Linked DNA regions of Mus musculus: region 2 is linked to region 1. A link is a contact called in public Hi-C data. All regions are on one chromosome and are shown on one strand. Each heading gives the region's core, a stretch centred on a gene start, on an enhancer-like site or on the middle of the called end of the contact. The rest is flanking DNA. Distances are from core to core; before and after follow the strand shown.

The links. A called contact is a pair of places that touch in the nucleus more often than the background predicts.
Region 2: a contact with region 1 is called in a Hi-C map of bone marrow-derived macrophages, with 41 read pairs. The contact joins two enhancer-like sites. A contact is called at or near these places in 1 of 484 Hi-C or Micro-C datasets (bone marrow-derived macrophages), 1 of 115 datasets of contacts at active chromatin or transcription factors (embryonic stem cells) and 2 of 9 other capture datasets (adipose tissue and embryonic stem cells).

Annotation. Positions count from the first base shown.
Region 1 is chr2:129,470,693-129,475,861 of GRCm38.p6, forward strand. It overlaps F830045P16Rik (RIKEN cDNA F830045P16 gene), which reads right to left. Exons shown (of 7, transcript NM_177653.3): 2 at 3,690-4,001; 3 at 1,943-2,257. Among named protein-coding and RNA genes, the nearest start is that of Gm14040, 43 kb to the right of the region's middle. Within about 2 kb of position 1,434, at least 1 of the 459 cell types and tissues checked has an H3K27ac peak or open chromatin away from gene starts, as enhancers often do. A contact at or near this core is called in bone marrow-derived macrophages, where this site is marked.
Region 2 is chr2:129,622,655-129,627,526 of GRCm38.p6, forward strand. The region is part of intron 7 of Sirpa (signal-regulatory protein alpha); the gene reads left to right. Among named protein-coding and RNA genes, the nearest start is that of Sirpa, 32 kb to the left of the region's middle. Within about 2 kb of position 2,512, at least 51 of the 459 cell types and tissues checked have an H3K27ac peak or open chromatin away from gene starts, as enhancers often do. A contact at or near this core is called in bone marrow-derived macrophages, where this site is marked.

The DNA of each region.
Region 1 (5,169 bases), core at 184-2,683:
CTGGGGAGGGAGGCATGCAGAAGAGGAGCCTACACTATAAAGCCACAGGCCTGGGCTCTCAGCCATCACCGAAGTTTTAAGTATTTGATTGTGGGTGCTGAATAGTATAGACAGATATGATATTTCAAGAAAAGTAAATACCTTCCAATAGGATTTGAGAAGCGTTTTGTGACAATGCTAAGGTCTACATTCTCAGGTGACAAAGAGAGACATACAGAAACACCATGTTTAGTTTGTAATCTGACAGCTGCATTGTAAGTCTAGTGCTGCTGGCTGTCACTCATATCAGAGCCCGTGCCACCTTCCAGCTCTCAAAGTGTGAGATAACAATCAGTGGAAACACTTCTACCCAGTAAGTGCTCCATGGCTGATATGCAGTAAGTGCTCCATGGCTGCTGATATGCAGTTAATGCTATGTGGGTGATATGCAGTAAGTGCTCCATGGCTGATATGCAGTAAGTGCTCCATAGCTAATATGCATTAGGTTCTCTGAGGATACTAACCAAACAGAACAGGCATGTGAGTAGATATACTTAGGAGCCAGGGTGTTGAGTAAAGGGATTTGGGAAAGCTTGCCATAGCTACAAAGATATGTTAACATTAAATAGAAAAAGGCCTTGATGGAGAGAGAGAGACAGAGAGAGAGAGAGACAGAGACAGAGAGAGAGACAGAGAGAGACAGAGACAGAGACAGAGAGAGAGAGAGACCCTAGCAGACCCTGTGGTGTCTGTCACTGTTGATGCCATGCTGTCATGAGGTCCACCTTCAAGTGACAGTTAGATATATTGAGTGCAGGTGTAGGGGAAAAATAAGACAGAAAAGGAAATCCACAGTATGAACTAATTAGCAAGTCACATTTATATAAGTATGCATACATATATGATGGTCACAAAGAGATCGTGAAGTTGAAGGGGAATGGGGGATGTAGGAGGAGCTGGGGGAGGGGTGCGGAGTGGAAATGAAGTTAACGCAGCAGTCATGTATACACTTACAATAGAAATAAGATAAAAAAAATTGTAAAAATGATGCAACTTGCTTCCCATCAAAAGGCACCCATCCATTTGGAGTTTAGCACCCAGGTCTGTGTGTCCCATTGGATGGATAGTTCTCTTATTTCTATTGGACAACAGAAATGGGACCCAAAGAAATGTAAAGGTGAGTGAGATTATTACCTCTGAGAATTCTTACAGCAACCAGAAAAAGGCTGGTTCTGCCATAGGTCGAGATAGAAATCAAGGTGGAAGCTTGCTATGAGAATGGGCTGCCCAGCAAGCCCACATGCTGCCTTACCCCTGGCTTGTCTATGCCTTACCTATTACTCTATCTGTCTCTGACTGCACACCTGCATAAACGTGTCAGAGTATGAAGTATGTTTCTCTGGATCCCAGAAACAAGGAAGTTCTGGATTGCAATGTCACAGTGCCCTCTTGTGGGAGAAATACTACGAATCACGAACGTGTGAAATAGAGTAGAAACAGAAGAAATTACCATCAGGACCATGTGTGCATAGAAAAAAAAAAAAGTAAAATGAGGAGAAAGAAAGAGGTGACAAGAGGGTGTCACACCTATCTTGTGTGACTCTTTTTCCTGGCTCAGGGGGTCAGTAATTCTGGGTCTCTTCAAAGTTGATTTCTAGAAACATCCAGCTGAATTCACTGTCTTGATTAATTGCCTTCCCAGAAATTATTTGGAGCCCAGCTTAACTGTGGTAATTTCTTGCAACCAAGGGTTAAGGAGAAAATTTTGCAATATAATGAGGGCAGCAAAGGAGAGTCATTTCTTGGTGGAAGTATCTGAAAGAAGGGGCATACAGTGGGAGTGGCTCTTCAAGAGCATCCTCTCTGGGAAGGGGCTTCCTTTCTCCACGTTCATTAGGGGTTCCCGAGTCTCTAGCCCTTTAGCCACAATGCCCTGAGGACATGAAGGAAACAAGGCACTTACCTCTGATCTTCCTGGGAGCTCCCAGGGTGATGCTGTTCTTAACTGGAGGCTGGTCATCCTGGATCACCCAGCAGACAAAGTCAGTCTTATTCAATATGGCATCTACCTGTAATGTGTGCTGTAGAGAGTAAGTCCCATCAGAGTTTCTGGTGGTCTGAGGAAGTTCCATGGTCGGGATCTTGTGCCCATTCTTAGTCCAGATGAGGTCCATGTTTTGGGGATAGAAGTGGTTTACATGGCAAGTCAGGTTCACTTTTTGATGCACATGATCTTGGATCTCTGGGTCTTCAGTGGTGATCTTCAGTGTTGGGATAACTAGACAGGAACAATAAGTAAGCCTAGGGAAAAATCTTGGCATTGACTTATCCACCTGTCTCAGGGTCACTCAGATTGATTGATTGATTGATTGATTTTTGATTGATTGATTGATTGGTTGGCTGGTTGGTGGAATCCTAAGAATTTCAAGGTGATCTTGGACTCATTATATAGACAGGATGATCCTGAACATCATATCCTTCTGCCTCCACTACGATATTTCTTCAGCCCCCCTTTTCTTGTCTTATAATCCAGCCAGTCTAATTTGTGCTGCCTACATCCTCATGGATGTGGGACACTGGAACATGCTTGACCTATCAGGCCCATGCCCTTCAAGAAAACTCACTCTCATTTCTTCAGAATCAAGCTGTCAGGATCTCTACAGCTATGGGGCAGGACCTTCTGAGGACCTTCATCCTTGAATGTCAAGTGGCTTCAACTTGTGCAATTCCTGAACAGTTAGTTACTCTGAGTTCATGAGTGAAGAGAGATCATGAGGTCACTTGTTTTTTTAAATGAACAATTTCTATATGTTTGGTGCAAGACAAATAGGGACAAGAATAAATACTCATGAAACATAGCTGGAGACACATGGGTATCTAATCTGATCTGAGTTTTCAATATTCCATATCATGATATATAATTGCAAGAATTATTAAGGTGAATTGCCCCACAGGACCAGGTACTCTCCAAGCACAGCACCTGTAGCAGTGCCTGGCACATTAGCTGTTCATTATTCATTGAGTAAATTACTCAATACTGAATGTTTCCCAGAGCTCAGGACCTTATTTATAGAAGACAAGCACTCCACCACTGAAGTGCATCCTCGGCTCTCTTTCACTTATTTTGTTTTGTTTAGTTTTATTTTATTTCACTAAATTGTTACGGCTAGCCTCGAACTCAATCTTAATCCTCACAGGTCTAGAGGTTGTTATATACTGCCTAGACTTACCAAGGAGCTGAGATTACATGTCTTATGCCACCAACTATAGAAATATTAAAATATTAACAATGATATAAATAAGACACGTGTGATCAGAGAGAAACACTAGGCCATATAATAGCAAGGCCAAACAGTCCTAGACATTTTACAATGTATTGGGCAAAGTTCTTGGTGTTTTGGAAGGAACAATTAGCTTAATCTTCAGAGGAAACTTACAAAGTAGGTGTTGTTTTTATTCCATTTTGGGGGGCAGAAAAAAACTGGGGCACAGAATATTTAAAACACAAGGACAATATTCTGTAGCCTATGACACAGCTAAGAAAGATCAAAGCCCAGCTGAACAGCCCATGAAACCTGTACTTTTAATCCATATTCATGTGCTCAAGGTTGGCATTGATCAATTTCTGCTCCCCATTTGTAAAATGGGGTTTTGAGCAAACGCTCCATGCCTGCAGTATGGTCCCAACACATAGTTCACTGATCACTCACCTCGGAGAACTTGAGAAAGATTAATGGTCATTCTTAGGGGCTCTTTGAGGTCTCCATGGGTGACTTCACAGGTGATCTGAGACGAGATATCTTGCTTGGTCAGGGTCACCCATGCTTTGCTTCTGAGAGAGTAAGAGTCATTGTTGACATGTACCACGTGTGTGGTTGAGGCTGGATGTTCATTGTTGTTCCTCAACCAGTTGACACTGAGGTTCATGGACCTGAAAGGGGCAGCAGTACAGAGAAAAAACACTGAACTGGAAGGGGTTGTCCTCTGATCTGGGCCTATCAGGGTGATGAAAGGCTTCCCAACTGAAACAAAACAAAGAATACAAAGCAGTTACTCTTCCTTCTCAGGGTTGAAGGAACCAATATGCAAGAGCATGCCAACCCTCCCAAGGCCTGTCCCATAGAGAATGAGAACTGTCTCTAGACAGTTCTCTAGAAGTCAGCCTTTCAGAGACTTAGAGCAATGGCTTCCTCAAGTCAACATACATTCCAGTGCACGCATACTAGGGGAGCATATACTATGTATCTGACTTTGAGGAGGGAGTGCAAATGGACCATAACAAGCAACTGGCAAACAAAATATGACTTCTATGAGGGAATGGATGTCCTCAGGAGACTCAATATGTACAAAGATAGAAAAATGAGGAGTCACTCTGAAAGGGTGATTGAAACAGGGCTTTCTGTACTAAAACTAAAAAAACTGAAGAATAAAATACTTATTCCTATATAAGAGGACACAGAAATGACATTTGGCAACTGAGGAGAGAGAGAGTGTAATGCTTGGGTATATACCAAATAAATGGATCTTATGACCCAGCTGTACCACTCTTTGGCTGTCTTAGGCAGCAAGTCTTTAGGAGGCTTAAAAAAACATAAGGTCTACTGCAAAACTGTAACATTGCTTCCCACAAGTGCAGGCCTAATTCTGAGAGTGTAGCTTGCACAGTCTTTTCCTGCTGGGTTTCTCTGATCTACACCTACTCCTGCACCATGTCCATACTCACAGGCTTAGGTCTGGATATGCAGTCTGAGAGCATCACCTTTGCACACTCAATTCTTCTCTCTTATACACATAACTAATATAATCTCCACTAGCTCCAGGGACACACCTCAGTACCCTATTTGCCTAGGGCATCCTCTGACTCCCACCTGCCCCTGTGTTATGTCTACAATTACAGTCATGTTGCTGGACTCTTATCTCACACACAGCTATTGTCTGCTGAGTTCCTCTGACCCACATCTACCCTGCCCCAACTCCTTGTTCCCAGGCCTAATTCTAAATGAGCAGACCATACACTAGATATTTCTGGCCTATGTCCATTTGCTCAGTTCCTGCAGTGATCCAATCTAGTGGAAGCTAGAATCTCATATCATACACCCAACCAAAGAAATAAGTCCACATGCCCACAAAACATCACAAAAAAAAAAGAAAGGATAAGAAAGTCTGTCTGTCTCTTCAAACCTGACAGAC
Region 2 (4,872 bases), core at 1,262-3,761, 150 kb after region 1:
GAAGCCAGTGGTATAGAGCTTGCGACTGTAGAACTCGCGTGGTTCCATGGAAAGATGTGATCTAGCTTTTATTTTATAAGTATCGCCTTCTCCATGTGTAGAAGCTGGGCAACAGATGAGGTGGAGCCAGAAGGGCCAGTGAGGGATGACTGGACTGCTCTAAGCAGATGGTGAAGGCTTGAGCCAAGGGGAATGTGAGCTAAGAAGTGGTCAGACTCTAGCTATACTTTAAAGATGACTTGCTGATGAACTGGTTGTAGTGTCAAGGACAACTCATGTTTGGGGACAGGGAGGAGTCTGTGTCCTGGTTGGAGGACCATCAGTAGTAGAAACTGTGGTTGCACATAGCAGGAGTATCTCACCTACCTTCAGGGGCTCTGGGAAGCTTCACCTGCCCATGTCTGCCCAACAAGAGAGTGCACAATCCCCTTGGGATGAACCTGGCTCCTGTTTTGGTCTCCCTGGCAGCCTCCTGAACGACCCTGTCCAACCTCACAGCCTCCACCCCTGAACACGCACATCACTGTACTGTCCCCGGCTCTTGCCCCCGCCCCACCCCGCTCCCACTCCCCCAGGAATCCTGTTCTCTCACCCTCACTCTGCTTGCTACATTCCTTCACCTGGCCCAGTCTTTTCTAGGAGCAAAACTTGTCTCTCTCATCTGCTCAGAGACCTTCTGTTGCTTTCTGTGGGCCTTCAAGGTCAAGTCCAAAGGCCTTGGGCCTATCCCCTGTGAACACACTGTTAGTTCTGGCCAGCCCCGAGACCTCAAACAGGCCTTTCCTCCATCCTGCCACATATGGGCTCCAGCTTTCCTCCTAGCCCACTCACATTGCCTCTTCCACACACGTGCCATCCCAGGGTTGTATAGGCTCTGGGGACACAGTGGGTTCTGCAAACGACTCCTCTGGAGTTGGCATCTTTCTTTCACCTAATCTTCCTCAGGGATGCCAGTACTCTCAGGCCTCCCGTGAGCCTCTGATGCTCTGTCCGGACATCCTGGTATGCCTGAAGCAGCTCTGGGCCTGTCTGTGTTTTCTCAACCACATCTCTTGAGCACAGGGACTGTGTCCCTCCTGCTCACAGCCAGCAGCTAGTGCTTTGAGTGGCATCCCTGGGATGGGGTAAATTTTCTATAAAGGCGAATGAAAGAATGACTGAGTGGTTACATCCCTCAGCTCTGCAGCGCCTGCGAGCTCTGAGTCCCTGGAACTCCTTCCCTGTGGGAGGGGTCGCTGTCTGGTTTTTCTGTTGTTCTCACTTGCCTTACTTTGTTAGATAGTCAGTTCTGGCAGACAGTGACACCATGAGATGACAGCAGCAGTCACAGCTTCTGTTTAGTGAGCACTTACTGTGTCCCACGCCCATCTGCCCCTTTACTCATGTCATCCCACTGGTGAGCGTGAGTTTCTCTTGCTATCCTACCATCTTCATATCCTGGAAGGACAAGGGCTTCCCAGACTTGTGAGTAGCTGAAGCCTCGGGGCTGTTCACACACAAACCCAACCTGAGCCTGCGATCCAGACTCCATGGCATCCTTTGGGAGCCCCTGCCCCAGGAGATTATCACAGCTCCCCTTCCTGTGGTCGGGGCAGCCAGGATCTGAGGTATCAGTATGGTGCTAAGATGGCCCAGGTCTGTGCAGGATTTCTGGTACCGACACCGGCATTTCTCCATTGATGCTCCGCTGCCTCCCGCCACCTGGTCCTTCCTCCAGAGAAGCAGGACATTTTCTGCCCTTTCATATCATTCCAGTGTTAGTCTACCCAGGGAGCTAAATCACTAGCTTCTTTCATGTCTCTAGACCAAAGTGATGGTGGGGAGCAAGCTTTAATGGTGGTTTCCTGGGCAGCGGTGGCTCTAGCCCAGCATGAGATCAAATACTTTCTGAAAGACATTGGTGCTGGTGTAGGACACGGGCCTAGCACCTCAGAGAGGGTGATGGGGATCCTGTGCCTTTGAACTCAAAGGACCCTGCAGGCTGCTGGCTGGCCATGGGCCCAGCCTTCTGACAGAACAGTTATCCCCGCCCACACGAGAGCGTTGTCTGCTCTTTTATTGGGCACTGGGGTTCATGTGGACGGCTATTGTTTAACTGTGACAAGTTCACTGCATTTATTCTCAGAATACCAGGACTACCCCAGCTGTTTATTTGTTTTGGATTGAGCTCAGCTCGGAGCCAGACTTGAGTGGCACTAGGGAAACCCAGTGAGAAAACACTCAACCATTCATTCGTCAAGTATTTACGGAGGGAGTTGTAAGCCATAGGCTAGCCCAGGACAAGGTGCTAGGGTTTTGTTGTCCCTTGGGAGGCAGCTTGCCATGCAAGCTAGAAGCTTAATAATCGATGTGGAGCAAGAGCTAGGAAAAAAGACAAAATGACCAGAGCCCAGGGGCGATTAGGGAGTGCTCCCTACGCAGGCAGCAGTGGATGAGAGCTTCCGTGTGGGGTTACTGGGCAGAGTACACTAGACAAGGAATAGCTAATGCCAAGGGCTTGAGGGAGGAGCATTGGTAAGGCTGCATTCGCTGGAGCACAGGGAAGAAAGCCTAGAGGGGGCAGGGAAGGGCTGTGCAGAACCTCACCAGACAGGATGTGGAAGTGTGGAAGTGGACTGCACTGTATACGGTGAGGTTTCTGTACAGAGCAATAACTGCTTCTGCTGGTGCCTCTCCTCCTCCCCCTTTTCTTTTTCTTCTCTTCCTCCTTCTCCTGTTGTTTTGTTTTGAAGTGGGAGTCTCAAAGCCCAGGCAGGCCTTAAACTTGAAACCCTGAGTCAGCCTCCTGAGTATTGGGATTATGGGGATGAGCCAACACCCCTGGTTTTCACTTATCCATTATAAATGTAAGAAATGGAGGCAGAGAAACCAAGACCTTTCACAGCCTGAGGACCTGGGACCAGCACGATAAGATAACCAAATAGCAGAGTCTGATGTAGCTTTTGGAGATGGCCGGTTAGCCTTGTGGTGCTTGTATAAGGAAGAGAAGAATCCAGGATGTATCCCACGCTCGTCTGGATCCCTCGTGAGTAATGGTGGTGCCAATTTTAAAGCAGAACAGACAAATGCTTACGGTGTGGAATACTGCTCTGAAAGACAGGAATGACCTCCTGAGAACAGAGTTTGGGAGTTCTGTGAAGGTTCAGATAAGGCTGTTTAAAATAGGGTTTCAGCCGAGCACCGTGGTATATGCTTTTAATCCCAGCACTTGGGAGGCAGAGGCGAGTGGATCTCTGTGAGTTCAAGGCCAACCCAGGCTACAAAGTGAGACCCTGTCTCCAAAGAAAAGTGTTAAAATAGGACTTCAAAGATCTGAAGGGAGAGTTCTCTGTGCAGAGGCCTTGGGGCTGTTTGACAGGCGCTAGCTTCAAGGTTGGGTGCCTGTGCCTATGTGCTAAGGCATTGTGGCAAGGAGGAACAGAAAGCAGAGAGGAAGATATGCAAGAAGATGTGAGGTTGCCATAGAGAAGCAGCCACACCAACCCAACACTGCTGGTGAAGCCTTCCAGGGAGGAAACACATCGTTAAGTCTTAAAGGATACATATACGTTGACAGAGAGAAAAAGTAGTAAGGACTTTGTCCTGAATAGTTTCGTGCCAGCTTGACACAAGCTAAAGTCATCTGAGAGGAGGGAACCTCAATTGAGAAAATACCTCATTAAGATTGGGCTGTAAGCAAGCTTGTGGGGCGTTTTCTTAATTAGTGATTGATGGGGGAGGGCCCAGCTCATTGTGGGTGGTACCATCCCTGGGTAGGTGTTTTGGGGTTCTACAAGAAAGCAGGCTAAGCAAGCCATGAGGAGCAAGCCGGTAAGCAGCACTTCTCCATGGTTTCTACACCAGCTCCTGCCTCCTTTGAGTTACTGTCTTGACTTCCTTCAGTGATAACAGTGATGAGGGAGCATAATTTCAGTAAAATCTTTCCTCTCCGGGTTGCTTTAGTCATGGTGTTTCATCCCAGCAATAGTAACCATAGGAAGGAGAGAGTGAGCCAAGGCTCTCGCCGAAGCAGAAAAATGCAAAGCAGCTGCAGCCCTCATGCATGGGACATGGGACAGTGTAAGAGTGGCTAAGTGAGCAGGCTCAGCAGTGTGTGTGTGTGTGTGTGTGTGTGTGTGTGTGTGTGTGTGTGTGTCTAGTGACTGGATATGAACCAAACAAGCAACAGGGACTGCAGAAGGTGGGAACTGGAGACTGGGGAGAGAGCGGCATGATCCCCTGTCTTTGCATCCTGGATCCTGGAGGACTGTTTGGCCACATGGGGCACCTTATGATCCAGGCAGTCATGACAGCTCTATCAAACACCCTGCTGCCAAGCCCCATTGCTCATTCTGCCATTGTTCATGCTTGAGTGACCCAGGTTTCTGGCTTGAAAATTGATATAACTCCTACAGAACCCGTCTTGGCTCGTCACTTTCACCGTGACCCTCCAGGGAGCCACGCCTGGTCTCTTGATGGCGAGACCAGGGGTATGTCAGTGGTTGTTGTTGCTTATTAAGCACAGCATTTTGTTCCTTTTCTTTTCACAACAATACGTAGGTCTATCTATAACATAGAACACTTGGGAAATGTGGGAAGGGAAGACAAGAAGCAGGGCTCTGCAGATCACCGTTGCTCGCATTTTCTTTCCAGTTCCCGCACATTTTCATTGAGAGTGCCTTACTCAGTGACTCAGACATGCCACTCTATTAGCATGAACAAGGCACTGAACCCTGTCCCCAGCACCACAAAAATAAAATGGAAACTTCTCATCTACTTTTTGAACACAGAAGAGTTTAGTTTATGCTAATTTCAAAAAAAATCAAAAACAAAACAAAACAACAAAAAAAAAAACCCACTGCCCATCGGACAGTTTATGCCCCAGGACATAAA